2 separate regions of the Rattus norvegicus genome follow, and region 1 is linked to region 2. The links are chromatin contacts, called in public Hi-C maps. All regions are on one chromosome and are shown on one strand. Each heading gives the region's core, a stretch centred on a gene start, on an enhancer-like site or on the middle of the called end of the contact. The rest is flanking DNA. Distances are from core to core; before and after follow the strand shown. Region 1 has its middle 61 kb from the start of Rpl36a-ps18. Region 2 has its middle 44 kb from the start of Plxnc1.

Region 1 (7,515 bases), core at 738-3,237, 170 kb after region 2:
AGCCAGGCAGGAACCCCAGTTGATCCCATAGAGACACCAACTCACCCACAAAACCTTCAACCCAAATTTTATCCTATCTACAAACAATGCAGGCACAGGGGAGAGAACAGAGATTGAGGGAATGACCAACGGATAAGCAGCCCAACTTGGGACCCATCCCATGGGCAAGCACCAATCCCTGAAACTACGAAGGATGCCCTGTTATGCTTACAGACAGGAGCAAGATGTTCGCTGGGAGGCTCCACCCAGCAGTTGACTCAGACAGATATCTGAGAACTCTTAAACAGGGGCACCGTAGAAACGGCTCCAGTGATTTAAGTACAGGCAGGCTTTAGGAGAGAAACACGGATCAGGGCTTAGAAGGGAACTGCCACTCAAAGTCACTTTCTTTACAAGTAAAGCAGAGACCAATTCAGACACAGAGGGGCTCTGCTTGTGAGTCTCCGTGTGGCGGGGAAACTGACTTCTTAGGGATACCATTCAGGCTTGGTCTGACGTGTAGACGTCTACTTCAGGAGGTGAGTCTCTTGACTGACCCGATCTGTGGCAATATAGTTGTAGATAGTGCAGTTGCAGTTTGGAGACTTGTGTCTTTCTCTAGCAGCCACTGCGAGTTTCACCAGACAAGCATATCAGAAGATGTAGGAGCAGTGGCACACCCCAGGGCAGACATCGTCATTTCCTAGATCTCTTGTGCCCTCTACAGAGACTCTCCATCTCTCTCCTCAGCAAGCTATTTCTCTTTCACTCTGCCTGTCCCTGTTTCTTCCTGGTCTCTTTCTTTCCCTCTCCCTCAATACCCTTCTTCTTCCTCCTTGCTTGTCTGGAATGTTTTTCTGATAGCTTTTTTTTTATGTTTCCCGTCATAATTTAATAAGAAGCTCACTCTTCCTCCCTAAATGGATGGCAGGATTTAACAAAACAAACGATGCCCAGTTCATCTGAGTTTTGACTAAACGGCAAATATTTGGGACACGCGTCAAAAAGCAGTTTCTTGTTTCTCCAAAACAAGTCATTGTTTTTGGTGTATCTGGCACCATGATCCCTCCAAGCTCACGGTGGCTCTGTGTAGGCCTCAAATGTATTCTTGTAGTTCTTCAAAAATAAAATGCTCTGTGGTAAACTTCATGATTCTCTCACAATTCAAAAAATTAGGATTAAACAATATATCCCGAACATTCCAGAGAGTTTTGGGTCTCTTGTTCACTCATGACACCCATGCCTGGGTCTGTAAGGAGCTCTTTGATTCCAACTCCACCACATGTGCCCTTCCTGAACCAGAGGTCAAGGGAGGTTCCAAAGTCACCAAATGCCAACAGACACATCAGGCCTTCCAGAAAGAGAAGGTTGATTTGCATATGGTAGGAGTTAAGTCAATAAATTATAAGCTTAACTTTCACTTTTGCCTTATATTTGATATATTCTCAGAATGACTGGAAGATGGGGGGGGGGGTTAAAGAAAGAACCCCTTTCTGGGGCTCCTTTGGGTGTCCTTAGGGGTGAAATTTATAAGAGAAGGTGTGTAGGTGTGCACTCCCAGGTGATGTGGGATCTCACCGCTGACGAGAGCTGGTCACCTAACCTGTCACCCTCTTGCATGTTGATATTTTATGCCTGTGAAGGACACGGAGCTGTCTGAAGGAAGCTGTAGCAAGAGCCTCTGCAGGGCATCCCACATCGCTTTCCACCCGAGTGACTCCAGCATTGATGGAAGTTCCACAAGCAACCCAAAAGAACAGACCCGCCATTCTGGAGGTCCTGAGGAAGGCTGCCTTCCGGCGCTGCCGTTTCTCAGCATGGTCCGGGCCAGGCTTTCTGCTCTGCCGGCTGGAGGACAGCCATCCTTATTGAGTGTATTTCCAAGAAAGCAGTTGACAGGCTTGCAGTGCTATTCCTGGAAATGTTCAATAGGCCATCCTCTGGCAAGGCCTGCTGCTGACGGATGGGTCTGAAGGGGTACCGCGTGCTCAGCGCTATCTAGGCCGGGCCTGTTCCCAGGTGCCTCTGAGAACCAGTTATCTCCAAGTACCACAGCCTCCGCGGAACTGCTTCCTCCCTGGCAGGGCCGCTGCCAGCCGGCTTGCTGCTAAATGAAGACAAGCGCCCTGTGACTATAAACAGTAAAACATCAGGTCCAGCTGATGTGCCTCCTGTGTGTCCCCACAGTAAGCTCCACGGGGATCCTTGACCACAGCCAGAGGGCACTCCATACAGCCGCTGATCTCTCACAGCAGCCACTGGAGAGCGGCCAAGCCTGCTGCCAGGCGGACTGATTCTCAGCAACCTTCAAAGTTGAGAGTTTACCCTCGATTTCCTAGCACAGTATGGACCCAGGCTTCTCGGGCTCGGCACTACATGCATTTTCCGGGTCCATCTGTGTGTTGGGAGCCTTATGTAAGCATCCCGAGCCTCCTTCTACTAACATGCCAGCAGCAGAAAACACAAAGAAAGAAAGAGAGCCTGGAAGGTGCAGGCTGAAGAGCCAGTCTCTGATGACAGGCCTGAGAGGGTCCTGGGGACCGTGCTTCAAGCCCTCTCCCTCACAGGCTGTGCTCTGATGATCCATGTTTGGTTTAGGACACAGATAGACAGACACACAGACAGAGTCTCTCTCTCTCTCTGTCTGTCTCTGTCTGTCTCTGTCTCTGTCTCTCTCTGTCTCTGTCTCTCTCTCTCTCTCTCTCTCTCTCTCTCTCTCTCTCTCTCTCTCTCCAGATATTGCTAAATATCCCCTTAGAAGGCAAAATTGCCCTTAATTGAAAATCACTATCTAGAGGCAAGGAGCTGGGTCCCTGGGGCGATGCCAGGGAAGGGGCAATGTATTTGCATTCAGAGGTGTTTAGTCTACAGACAAAAGAAAGCAGCTGGGGCTTCTACTGTGGAGCTTAAATCAAAGCAAGGCTCCCCTGAAAGGAAAGCCAGGCTGGCTATTTATAAAATTCCCTGACTCTTAACTGAAAACAACCACACGCTTTAGACAGCTTCCTCTCCCTCTTCTCTGCTTTTCTTGTAACTTTGAACAAGAATAATGGCCCTGTGTCCACCTGAAGGTAGAGAACAAAATTCCCCCCCCCCTCTTTCTTCAAAAAGGCTTTGGGAGGGTTGTTGTTGTTGTTGTTGTTGTTGTTATTGTTGTTGTTGTTGTTGTCTTTTGGTCATGTTGTCATAAACACCATCACCCGCCCCACCCTCCCCATCCCATTCCCCTACCCTCCCCACCTCCCTTCCCATCCCGGTGCCCTGCCCTTTCCACTCCTCTTCCCCACCCTGGTCTCCTGCCTTCCCCATCCCCCTCCCCACCCCCACCCTCCCTTTCTCCCCTGCCCCAGCCCTCCCATCCCCTGCCCTCCCCCTCTCCCTCCCTCCCCATCCCTGCCCCTGCTCTCCTCAACCCCATCCCCTCCGCCCCCCACCATCATCCTAGGAATTGTCTTTCTCTGACCAAAGCAGTGAGAGGGGAAAGTAGGGGTGGAACTGTGGGTGGAGTCGCCTTGATTTTTCTTCACAAAACTGGTGGACTTTTCTTTATCCTTAGAAACAGAAACCGGCCGGGAAATACCCCTTGCCCACATAGGAAGATACTATTGCTTTAAAACGGCTTTGCTGTTATATAATTCACGCCTGGCTTCTCCCGTCCAGCTTTCAAGGAAACTATAAAGAAATCTTGAAAGATCTCTCCTGCTCCTACTGGCAGAAATCACAAAGGAAAGGGGGAGTAACTGAACGCCCTGGTGGAAGGTACAGGCTGGAGAAGACAAGGCTGCGTGGGTCCTGGGGATGGCTTCAAGCCCTCTCCTTCACAGCACAGGCTGTGCCTTCGGAGGGCGCAAGGCCATATTTGCTTTTGGAAACAGGGCACTGTGATTAATCAAAGAAAACAAAACCAGCTTCATTTCCCATAACAGGTCCGAGGAGGGCTTTTCTAAGAAAAACCTTGATCCAAATGTTCCTTCTGTTTCCCTAATGGCCGATGAGGAGGGATCCATGGAAGCCAGTCCTGAAGAGTCCCCTTCAGAGAAAAGGGCTTCCTTATGCTAACTTACTCCAAACAGCAGGGCAGCAGCCGGTCTGCGGCAGCATCATTGACCCCTCTGGCAGCAAGCAAAAAAGGGTGTCCTGTCCCTGTACTCACTTGGGTACTCACCTGTTCTCTCTGGGCCATTCTGATCATCCAGGCTTCCTGGAATACCTGGGGGAACTGAACAATGATCAGGGGGGTCAGAGAAGGCAGGCAGCTGGGAGAACTGTGGGCAGCTGGCTCCCTTGCACAGGCTGACCTCTCAGGGGGTGAGACAAAGAGACAAAGGAGATACAGTCTGGGGTGCCAAATAAACTCAGGAATCGGAAAGTATTTTAATGGAAATCATTTAAGCAAAATGTAATTTCTAAAATCCATGGTGAACAAAACCTCTATCATTCAAAATATGGATATCCACTTTCAGTTAGGTACATTTCCAGCCGTGGGCTTGTGACACTGGAAAGTCACAAAGCAGCTCAGCGAAATGGGTACACCAAATCAGCCCTAGATTTAGAGACTGAAAAGTAGTCCACCCCATCAGCTGCCAACAAGCCTACCACCTCTGGGCTTCTGCCCTGTGTTGGGATGAGTTGGTTAATTTTGATTGGGCATGTTAGTATGGGCAGCCCCAAAAGGGGGGATTTTGATAGCTAGACTTCAACACTTTGATAGCTGGACCTTGGTAGTCAGCCTCAGGAGGAGGGAGTGGCCAAATAAGGGAATAGACCTTGGTGGTTATCTTTAGGGATGTAATCTAACAGTTTAGCAAGGAATTACCTCTGGGAATGGGAAAGAAAGGTAAAAGGCAACCCCCCCCCCACCCTAGTGAGTGTCCTGTTCGCCATGCTCAGACCTTCTAGAGCCCTTCTGGTGGGGAGGTGCAAAGGAAGACTCGTGGAGGATTCTGTGTTTGGGATTCTGACCAGAGTGCTGGAGCCTTAGGTCATCAGCCTGTGTCAATCTTCCAAGATGAATGGGCCTCAGCTTGTCTAGTCTCAAAATGGGATGGTAACAGGATTATGGAATGCCATGGTCCACAGCATTTGCACACATGTGTACACACAGAGAGGTACATGTGATGGAACAGGAGGGGTGGGGAAGGATGCTGGTAGATCTTGGTGGAACTGAGAAGAGAACCAAGCAAAGGAAGAGAGAGTAACTCAGATCCCATTCTTAGACAGCAAGTCCGCCGAGTTTCCCCGGAAACATCCTTGAAAAGAACCAAGCCCAGCGATCTATTTGACACTCAGAGCTCTGATTCTCTTGTTTTTTCCAGAGTATTCTAGAACATTCTACTCTCCTCTTTCTCTGGAAGACCAACGTTTACTTATACTATTTGAGAAGACGTCTACCACATCAATGAAATTTTATTATCTCGGGTGAAGAAACAGAGAAATAATAATTTTTTCCCTACTTTGCTGGTTCTGCCAGACCTCCAGGCCTTGCCCTTCGATTTGATAGCAAGGGGATTCTGGGAGTGGGCAAAGAATATGGAGGTAGGCAGCAGGCAGGTGACTTGTGGCCAGTTTTGCCATACTCCAAAGCCCCAGAACAGAGATACTTCAGGGAAAACAGTTTCTCCTCCAAGGCAGAGCGCCTTTGAATGGCCTCCCTGTGCCTTTCATGGTAGAACAAAGAGGAAAGGCAGTCTGTGAACTGGGAGGGCTGCTACTGACAGACATCCCCTGGAAGGCAGCCTGGGCATTTCCTTACCAAAGAAGAGGAGACAGAAGTGCCAAGAACTTAAAAGAATAAATATTCTAGAAATAATACTTGACCGTCTTTGGAATGTGTCCTTCCTCCCCTGGTAGACTGGTTTCTTAGAGACTGTTTCCTTTGGCTTCAGAAGTTGGTCTGCACTCTGCAAGCACCCACCTGCTCTGGGGGGAGTGACTGCTGCCCCCTCTGGCATCTGTGAAGCAGCAGCAGGGAGGGAGGGAGGACCGGCCTCCTCAGTCTGCTGCAAGGTTAACTCCTTAGGCCAGGACTTGAGGGCTGGGATCTAGGGTATGAACTTGACAGGATACCAAAACTCGGTAACCAAGATAACTGTTGTTATAATCCAGTGCTTAAAATGTACTGCAAAGACCCGAGATGAGCAGAATACGAATTTTAAAATAAAGACAATATCTGTGCAAAAGACTCCTTTAGCTCAGCTGGAAAGGGAAGTTCTACAACAGAGGCTTTTGTTTTGTTTTGTTTTAATATTCTCTACATTTATTTACTGTGTGTCTATATGCATGTGGGTGTGTGTCATGGCACGTGTGCCAAGGACAGGTGACAACCTGAGGTTATTGATTCTCTCCTTTGACGTGGGTTCTGATGGGACTTGGGTCATTGGCCTGCGTAGCAAGTACCTATATCGGTTAAGCCGTCTTGCCCAGGCCATCAGATCTGAGGCCTTTAGTGTGGGAAAACAGGCTACCATCTTAGAAGGTCAGGGACGAAACTGTCCCCATCGCTTCAGAAAACTATCTGCCCCACATTTGGAGGACAGGGTCTCTACAAATCACAACATCCTATAAAGGGTGGAACGGACCAAGCATAGCCTGAAATCTGCTCTTCTGAAGCTCCTGCTCTTTCTCATCTAGAACATTCCAGCCTCGTCCCTCGGTGGGATCACGGCAAGCTGACTGACAGCTGACTGACATGTGTGTGTGTGTGTGTGTGTGTGTGTGTGTATGAGTGTATATGTGTGTATGTGTATGTGTGTGAGTGTATATGTGTGTGAGAGTGTGTGTGTGTCTGTGTGTGTATGTTGGTGTGTGTGTGTGAATGTGTGTGTGTGAGTGTGTGTGTGTCTGTGTGTGTATGTTGGTGTGTGTGAGTGTGTGTATGTGTGTGTGAGTGTGTGTATGTGTGTGTGTGTGAATGTGTGTATGTGTGTGAGTGTGTGTATGTGTGTGTATGTGTGTGTGAGTGTGTGTATGTGTGTGTATGTGTGTGTGTGTGTGTCTGTGGGGCAGACAGACAGACAGACATTCAGACAGAAGATTTTAACTACATGTAAACATTTTAACATTGGGAGATTCTGATAAAAAAATAATCTACATTCTAACTAATCTTTAAAAACTTAAATACTAGACTTGCCTTGAAAAAATATGTTTAGTAATTGACTAGAAAGGTTAACTTTTTCTCTCTCTATGTGTTGTATTTGGCAACTAAAACCAACATTAATAACCATTCCTACTTACTGATAACACATTAAATCTTAGCAGAGTTCAAGGCTTCCAAGTGTTTGTGCCTTTAACTCCTCACAATTCTGCACTCATTCCTCTCATCTTCTGAAGCTCAGAAAACATAAATAATGTTTCCAAGTCTCTTGACTAATAAATAACCTGGCTGCCTTCCATCCTGGGAGGTGTGGACTAAATTACCGACTATCAAAGAGTTCCAGGAAGCTTCAATGGTCCTGGGTGTGCCCACAGGGGCGAGGGAGGGCCCCACCACCCAGAGAGACTGGCTCAGTTCCCAGGCTTCTGTTTCTGTCAAACAGC
Region 2 (7,508 bases), core at 4,678-7,177:
TGAATTAGACTTCTCGTCTGGAAAGATGTTTTGACGGCCATATCAGGGGTGGAGGTGGGAGGTGGGAAGGGCTGGCCATTGGGATTTGTATGACATGGAGCAGGCTGAAAGGTTTCTCTCTTCTCTGTGACTCAGGAAAGGGGAACATTATGGGATGTTTATCTGATGACTACATCCACGTAGCTGGTTGGTGAAGACTCTGTTTAAGGGACTAGTTTCATGGGGCCAAGGACACAGCCCATCTGCTCCTTCAGAATGCAAAACTGTTACCTCCTGGAGGGAGTCCACTACCTGCCTTAGCTGAGGCCTCCCTCTCCTTTCCTAACCCTAGGGCCTAGGAGGCCTTTCTTATCCCACCACCAGCAACTCTCTTTTCTGTTCCTCACAGGTGCATGGTGAGTAGAGGAAGCCTAGCCCCTTGGTGAGCCTGTTTGAGTTTGTATCTGCAGATCTGGTCTTCTGCATCAGATTCCTAGGTCTGGCTGAGATGGCGGTGGTGACCAGAGGGCAGGGAAGGGTGGGTACTCCAGGCACAGGATAGCTGGAATCCTCTCCCCATGTCCCGTCCACCAGCGCAGGTGTCACACTTACTGTCTCAGCCTCGTCTAGTTCCAGATCTGACTGTGCTCAGAGTCTAGAAGGGAAAGTTATGATTGACTCGAAATTCAAAACAATCATCTTTACCACAGCCTGGGGGTTGGGGTGGGGGTGGGGGTGTCATTTCTGCCTCGTTTGGGACAAGAGACAATTTTTTTTTTGGTTCTTTTTTTCGGAGCTGGGGACCGAACCCCGGGCCTTGCGCTTCCTAGGTAAGCGCTCTACCACTGAGCTAAATCCCCAGCCCCAAGAGACAAATTTTAAGGCAGTGGTTCTCGACTTTCTGAATGCTGTGACCCTTTCACCCAGTTCCACATGTTATGCTGATCCCCAGTCATAAAATTATTTCTTCTGGTACTCCATAACTGTAATTTTGCTTCTGTCGAGAATCGCGATGTAAATTGTTTCGAAGATAGAGAGTTGCCAAAGGGGTCGCGGCCCCCAGGTTGAGAACTGCTGTCCTAAGGGACTATGGCTAGCTGGAGTTACAGCAGTACCAGGATTCCACCTGCTTCTCTTACACTTAAAGACAATGGCTGAGCCTAGAGCCTGTCCCCCCTTGAGAGGCAGAGGCAAGAGAATCTTTACAAGTTCAAGGCCAATCCAGTATATACTGGGAGTTTGGGGCTACCTAGGGCTACACAGTGGGTTTCAGGCTACCCAGGCTTGCTAGACACTGTCCCCAACCTACAAACAAACAAACAAATAAAATTTTAGGTAGCCAAGCTGGTATTTAAAGTCTCCAATCCACCGGTATAACATTGTGAGAAACTGCGAAGTTTAAAGAAATATTCTCTGCACAGCTCTTGACGTGCAAATAAAGTTCTACAGATGAAATAATCATGAGAGTGATTAAATTGTAATTACGACAGAGAGCTGACTGCTTATTTGGGTAGACTTAAACATTTGACAGAACTCCATGTTAACCCTGGCCAGCTTTCTTTTCCCCTCCCTGGATTCTCCTCTGAGTTTCAGTGAATTCTTCATCAGCTTATTAATTAGTACGAATCTTGAATCGCACTTTGTAATTAAGGTCTTATATGTTCCTCCCGCTCCCACATTTGAGCTAAATGTTAATTTCTCAAAGAGAAAAATTAGGAATTTGACAACCGCCTTCCTTCCTGGCAATAGAATATACATGCTACCTGTCAGGAAAGATGGAGTGCCTGGGTTCCTCAGATAGAGAGTGATAGATTATCCCTCGTGCCACTGAACACTCATTTGCCCGATCTCATACTCAGCTGCTGACGGAGTTCCTCGAGAACGCCATTTGTGAGATGTGCTTAGAAGTCTAGTCACTCAGCATCAACTCAAACCCTCTGACTTGCCCAGAGTCTGGGTAACTTTTCTTGCCTCCAGTCCCCAGTTTAGTCCAGTATCTAGCAGTTCCAGAATCATCCAAAGACACAAAGTTATGTGTTGCAGCACTCCTACAGCAGCTCGGAGGGCGAATCTCGGTAGTCAACTTGACTATGTCTAGAATCAACTAAAAACTGTTGGGCACTCCAGCGATGGAGTTCCTCGATTATCAGAAGGAGGAAGACCCAGCCCAAATGTGGGAAGAGCCTTCTGGTGACAGCCCAGGCCAAAGGATGCAGAAAAAGGAAAAGGCTTTTTGCCTGCCTGCCCTCAGGCTGGCTGGCAAATTCATCTCTGTTCCACTATTAAAACTCTAATAATAAAAATAACACCATTGGTGTTCCGACTTAGACCTACAGCTCTCGAGAACTCCTCCAGTCCTTTAGCTCCAGACTAAGATATCCGACCTCATGGACTGAATAACTACAACATTCTTGGCCTGTCCAGTGTGAGACAGACTTGTTGGACTAACAACCAACCTCGTCGATCCACATTTTACACACACACACACACACACACACACACACACACACACACACACACACAAATTGGTTCTGTTCTTTCGGAGGACCCTGCCTGTTACAGTTGTAATACTGGTTCCACTATCTGCTCTCAGGAATGGTTCAGAGATACTCCTCAGAGACACTTACTACAAACATCCTTGGAAGAGAGGGGCAGGGGTCACTGCCCAGTATAAAGAATAGGGACTGCCCACACTCGGGATTTCCTCTTACAAAAGCCCATGATGCTTACATCACTCCATGGTGCTTCAGCTCAGGGAAAATCTCGGGAACTGACACTGGCTGCTGCTGTGGGTGGGACTGACACTGGCTGCTGCTGTGGGCGGTGAGTGATCATGTATTTTGCACTTGACTCCATGTTCTCCACCAGGGCCTATGAAAGGGGGCTGCTTGACTGGCGAATTCCCACGTAGAATATGTTTGTTGGCCCTTTGGTTGGTTTTGTTTGGTTGGTTTTTGTCATATGCCCAGCACTGTCTCCCCCAACCCCTCTCTTCCTCCCTCCTTCCTTCCCTTTGTCTATGTGTGTATATGTGTATATGTATATGTATGTATATGTATATGTATATGTATATGTATATGTATATGTATATGTATATGTATATGTATATGTATATATGTGTGTGGTGTATGTGTGTGGCGTGTGTATATATGTGTATGTATGTGTGTGGTGTATGTTTGTGGTATATGTGTATATATATGTATGCATGTATGTACGTATGTGTGTATATATGTACATGTATGTGTGTGGTATATGTGTGTGTGGTGTGTATAATGTGTGTGATATATGTGTGTATGGTGTGGTGTCTTACATATAAATGTGGGTATAGTGTGGTGTGCGTGTATGTGTGTGTGGTGTGGTGTATATGGTGTACTGTACAGTGTGGCATGTGGTTTGTGTATGTGTGTGTGTGTGCGTGGTGTTTGTATGTGTGTGTGTATGGTGTACTGTGTAGTGTGGCATGTGGTGTATATGTGTATGTGTGGTATGTGTGATGTGTATATGTGTGTGAATGTGTGGTGTGGTGTCTGTGTATGTGTATGTGTGTGTGTGTGTGTGTGTGTGTGTGTGTGCATTCACACATACATCGTCATAACCCTCATGAGATAGGCAGGTATCATTATTGTTCTTATCTTGCAGGATGTGAGGAACACAGAGACCTTACACGAATGATGGCCAAGCCAGGGTTTAAAACTAGGCAGTGTAGTTCCAGCATTTGAGCTCTGAGTCCTTCAAGCAGAGGGACCTGAGCTTGTGTCAGCTGCTGAATTTTACTTTAGAAATTAAGTTCTGCCTCTCTGTGTCTAGGCATAGACTGAGCAGCTGTGTGGGGTGATGGCATCCATTCCAAAGTTCCAGCAAGTTCTTGTGCATTCCCGTGACGTACATCTACAGAAGAAGAAAGTGCCTTGGTAGCTGCCTATATATGGTGTGGGGGGTAGAGCTCCACATGTCCGATGAGCAATGCCCATCAATCACAAGGACGACCAGGCTGGAGCAGTGAGCATCCAGGGACAGAGGACTAAAGGAGGACAGTAGCAGATGGCCTTGTGGATCACAGTCAAGGACTTCGGCTCGTTGGTGTGGGATTTCCACGGGGTTGTGACCCATCTGCCCTTGTCTGACTTATAAAATACAAATGCTCTTCAGGACCACTGCATGTATTAGCACTTAGGGTGAACCACCACTGTGGGAGCCCTGGGTACGTCTGACTATGGTTCCGCTGTATGGATGAGCTCTTGGGGTAGCGAGTGCTAAAGTGACTTTCCCCAGAGCGTACAGTTGGTCTTCATAGAGTTGCACTCTTTAATCCCAGCTAGGATTTCTGCAGCTCAGTGTCCTTTGGCCAGCCAGCCTTCAGGTCCCCAGAGAGAAGAGCCTCTGTCCAATTGTCTTGTCTACCCCGTGAACCCCGTGGCACACTTTCGAGCATAACTGCACACTCTTTGGAACCCTGGTGCACACTTTGGAACATAAGCACACACCCAGCAACCCGGCGACCGTTCCCTCCCTAGAGACTTACGCTTCTCACCGTGTGCAGTTCAAGGTCAGCAGGTTCACAGCCGCCTGCCACAGCCGTGCCTATTGATGGCATGTCTAGGTTCACACCGACGGAACTGGTGCAGGGCAAGGCTGTTCCCATTTCTAGCTTCTGCCCTACCCTGTTTTCCCCTTTCTCTTCCGAACCTGAAGAACACAACTCGTCTCTTGCTTCTGGTCCATGCCCAGGTCACAGTCTGTGAGAGCTACAGATCTCACAGTTGAGGGAGCAGGTGCTGTACTTTGTCCGTTTGGAGTCTTCCAAGGCTAGGGACAGTGGTGGCCAGTGTCTCCTTGGCCCATGCCCCACTCAGCACCCTTCCTGTCTTTCTGACGGCTTGTTCTGAGTTCCAAAGAGGTCCCCACCCTCCACATTTTTGGTTCTGTTCTTGACATCATCCTATGACATCACGCACTCATGGACATTGTAATTCCAGTCCCAATATGGCTCCTGAGTTGAATGTTTCTGTCTATATGGTTTCCCGGCTGCATGCCCACAAGATTCCTGGACTTTCACAACCCAGTAAGACCACTCGTCATCCCCACCCCCCACCCACCTCTCAGAATGATCCCAGCACATCCTCTGGGGACCCCGTTCAGCCCCCTTAGATGCTGCTCCCTCAAAGCCCGTCATGAACATGCCCTGTCCTCACGGCCTTTTCTGTACTCTACCATCTGCTTACTGGTGTTTAGCTACTGCAATGGTGTAGTTACAACTTCTCTTTCTGGAAGCTTTTTGGGAGTTCAGGTCTTCAGACCTTGCTTCTGGGGTCTGATTTAGTAAGAACAAAGGTAGGGTTAGGTAATTCTGGGGTTTATAGTTCTTAGATGCTCCTGCAACCCAACCCCCCATTCCCAATCCCCACCCCCAAAAACCCACCCCACGGCCAAGGCCTTTCAGTCTAGTGTGGTGTCTGCTGGGTTAATGGCTACAACTGTCATTGCCTAACATCTTCTGAACACTTTACAGTTCCTTTACTGTGCTGAGCCCTCTCTGTGCACTACTATACCACTAATATAACTCTAGGCTTTTACACTGTGAACACAGAGGTACAGGGAGCCATCAGTCTGCACAAGGACATGGTGTCTCTCACCCAAGGCCTTGTTTGTTCTTAATGATGGGTTTTTCTTTCTCATTTGCTTGCATGGTCCTGCTAACCAGATGGCTTTTGTTCTCCAAGTGCACCCTGCCTCCGAGCCTTTGCTGTCCTGCTTACCCTTCTCAAATGGCCAACCCCCTCCATCTTCTGTGGCTCCTGAACACATTGCAGATCCATCAGCTCAAATCCCCTCCAATTGGTTAATCATAGTTTTATAGCTCAGCACAGACAGCCGGAGTCCTCTCTCCATAGTCTTGCAAAGCTAAACTCGGGTGTCAGCTGGGACTTGGTTGTTCGCAAAGCAAGCTCTGGCTTCCCTCCCAGCTCACTGGCCACTGTCAGAACCCACTTTCTCACAGCTTGGCTCTCAGCTCTCTCCTGGCTAGCCAAATTCCGCATGAACAGCCAATCAGGGAAAACTCCACAAGAGTCCTTTTGAGTCTCCAATCTCTTCTGCCAGGAACATTCCAGTCCCTTTAAAGTATTCAGCTGATTGGGCGAGGCCTGCACTGGACAATCTTTAGATTTTTAAGATTGGCAGACCCAGGGATCTTAACCACACCCGCAGATTCTCTTCCCGGCCGCACTCAAGTTCATCGCTTGAACCACTGAGAGGAAGGATGTGTACATTGTGGGCTGTCAATCCACTTTTATTCTATCATGCTAGTTGACCTTCAGGACCCAGCTCAAGTGGTGACTGCTCTCTTCCTTGTCCTTCCACAAATGACACACACACATCCATTTTTCCAGGGGACTATGGTGTTTATAAAATAAAACACCTCCCACGCAATCCCCCTCCCACGCAATCCCCCTCCCACGCAGCTCCTGGGTCCATTTCCTACACCTACCTAGGCTCTACATTTCTTGAGAGCAGGAGCCTAGCCCAGGGCATCTTTGTGTTGCCAGCACCTGGGAGAGCCTCTAGCTTAACACATTCACTGCTAGAAACACGTGTCAGTTGAGCATGCTCTCCAGCTAAGAGCGTTTCTTTCGGAATCACATACAACAAAGAGCGGGATTGTGGTAGGTGACGGCGCATGCTTCCGGGGAAGTGCTAGGAACCTTGGGCGCTGCCTTTGATTCCCCAGGTCTTTGAAGGCAAGGAGGAGCTCCAGTTTTCTCAAAACCCCTCTGAGCAGAACTGTAGGTGACGACGGTGAGGCGGGCGAACCACTAGGTGTCACTCAAGATTCAATAAAGAGACTCAGGTCCTTAGAAAGGTATTTCCACCTTTCCTGGGGGAGGAAACTGATTAGATGGTCCCCACACATTGTTTCTGTTGGTTCACGATTCCTCACTAGCTGCTGTTTTCTCTCTGTGGACAAAAGCTGGGTCTAAAATAGGACACCAGTCAGACACCACCAGAGTTGGAACCACCTGGCCGTCGAATTCAGCCTCTCGGTTTTGTAGATAGGAAACTTGACGTGTGTGTGTGTGTGTGTGTGTGTGTGTGTGTGTGTGTGTGTGTGTGTGTGGCTTTACCGTGGGTCTGAGTTGCTCCCTACTAAAAGGTGTCTGAGATCTTCCCCAGCACCAAGTCTCCCTAGTTCTAGAGTCTGAGAAATGGAAGGTAATAGGGTAAAAAAAAATAGTAATAATCGGTTGTCTTTCTTAGAAATTAAGGTCTCTGGAGTAGGGGGGGCACACCTCCCCCTTGGAATCAGCACCTGCAATTAGCCACCGGATTTTATGCTCAGAACTGAAAGGAAGGGGCTAAGAAAGAGCTTGTGAGGAACATCTCCTGGTTGCTTTATTTTTAACAGCCTTCTAGAAGTGAAGTCTAGTCATAGGGTTCACCAACTGCCAGACTGTATTTTCCTTCACCCTCGGCAGAGGGCGCCCTTCTCCCGCGCCAGCTGCCCGCTGGGCGAAGCCCCGGAGGCTAGTCGA

What was found. Hi-C and Micro-C count contacts between places; a contact is called where the count stands out from the background.
Region 1: a contact with region 2 is called in a Hi-C map of Schwann cells, with 11 times the contacts expected there. The contact joins two enhancer-like sites. A contact is called at or near these places in 2 of 12 Hi-C or Micro-C datasets (Schwann cells and frontal cortex) and 1 of 1 datasets of contacts at active chromatin or transcription factors (oligodendrocytes).

Annotation. Positions count from the first base shown.
Region 1 is chr7:31,646,049-31,653,563 of GRCr8, forward strand. No RefSeq gene overlaps it. Among named protein-coding and RNA genes, the nearest start is that of Rpl36a-ps18, 61 kb to the left of the region's middle. Within about 2 kb of position 1,988, at least 64 of the 93 cell types and tissues checked have an H3K27ac peak or open chromatin away from gene starts, as enhancers often do.
Region 2 is chr7:31,470,759-31,478,266 of GRCr8, forward strand. No RefSeq gene overlaps it. Among named protein-coding and RNA genes, the nearest start is that of Plxnc1, 44 kb to the left of the region's middle. Within about 2 kb of position 5,928, at least 29 of the 93 cell types and tissues checked have an H3K27ac peak or open chromatin away from gene starts, as enhancers often do.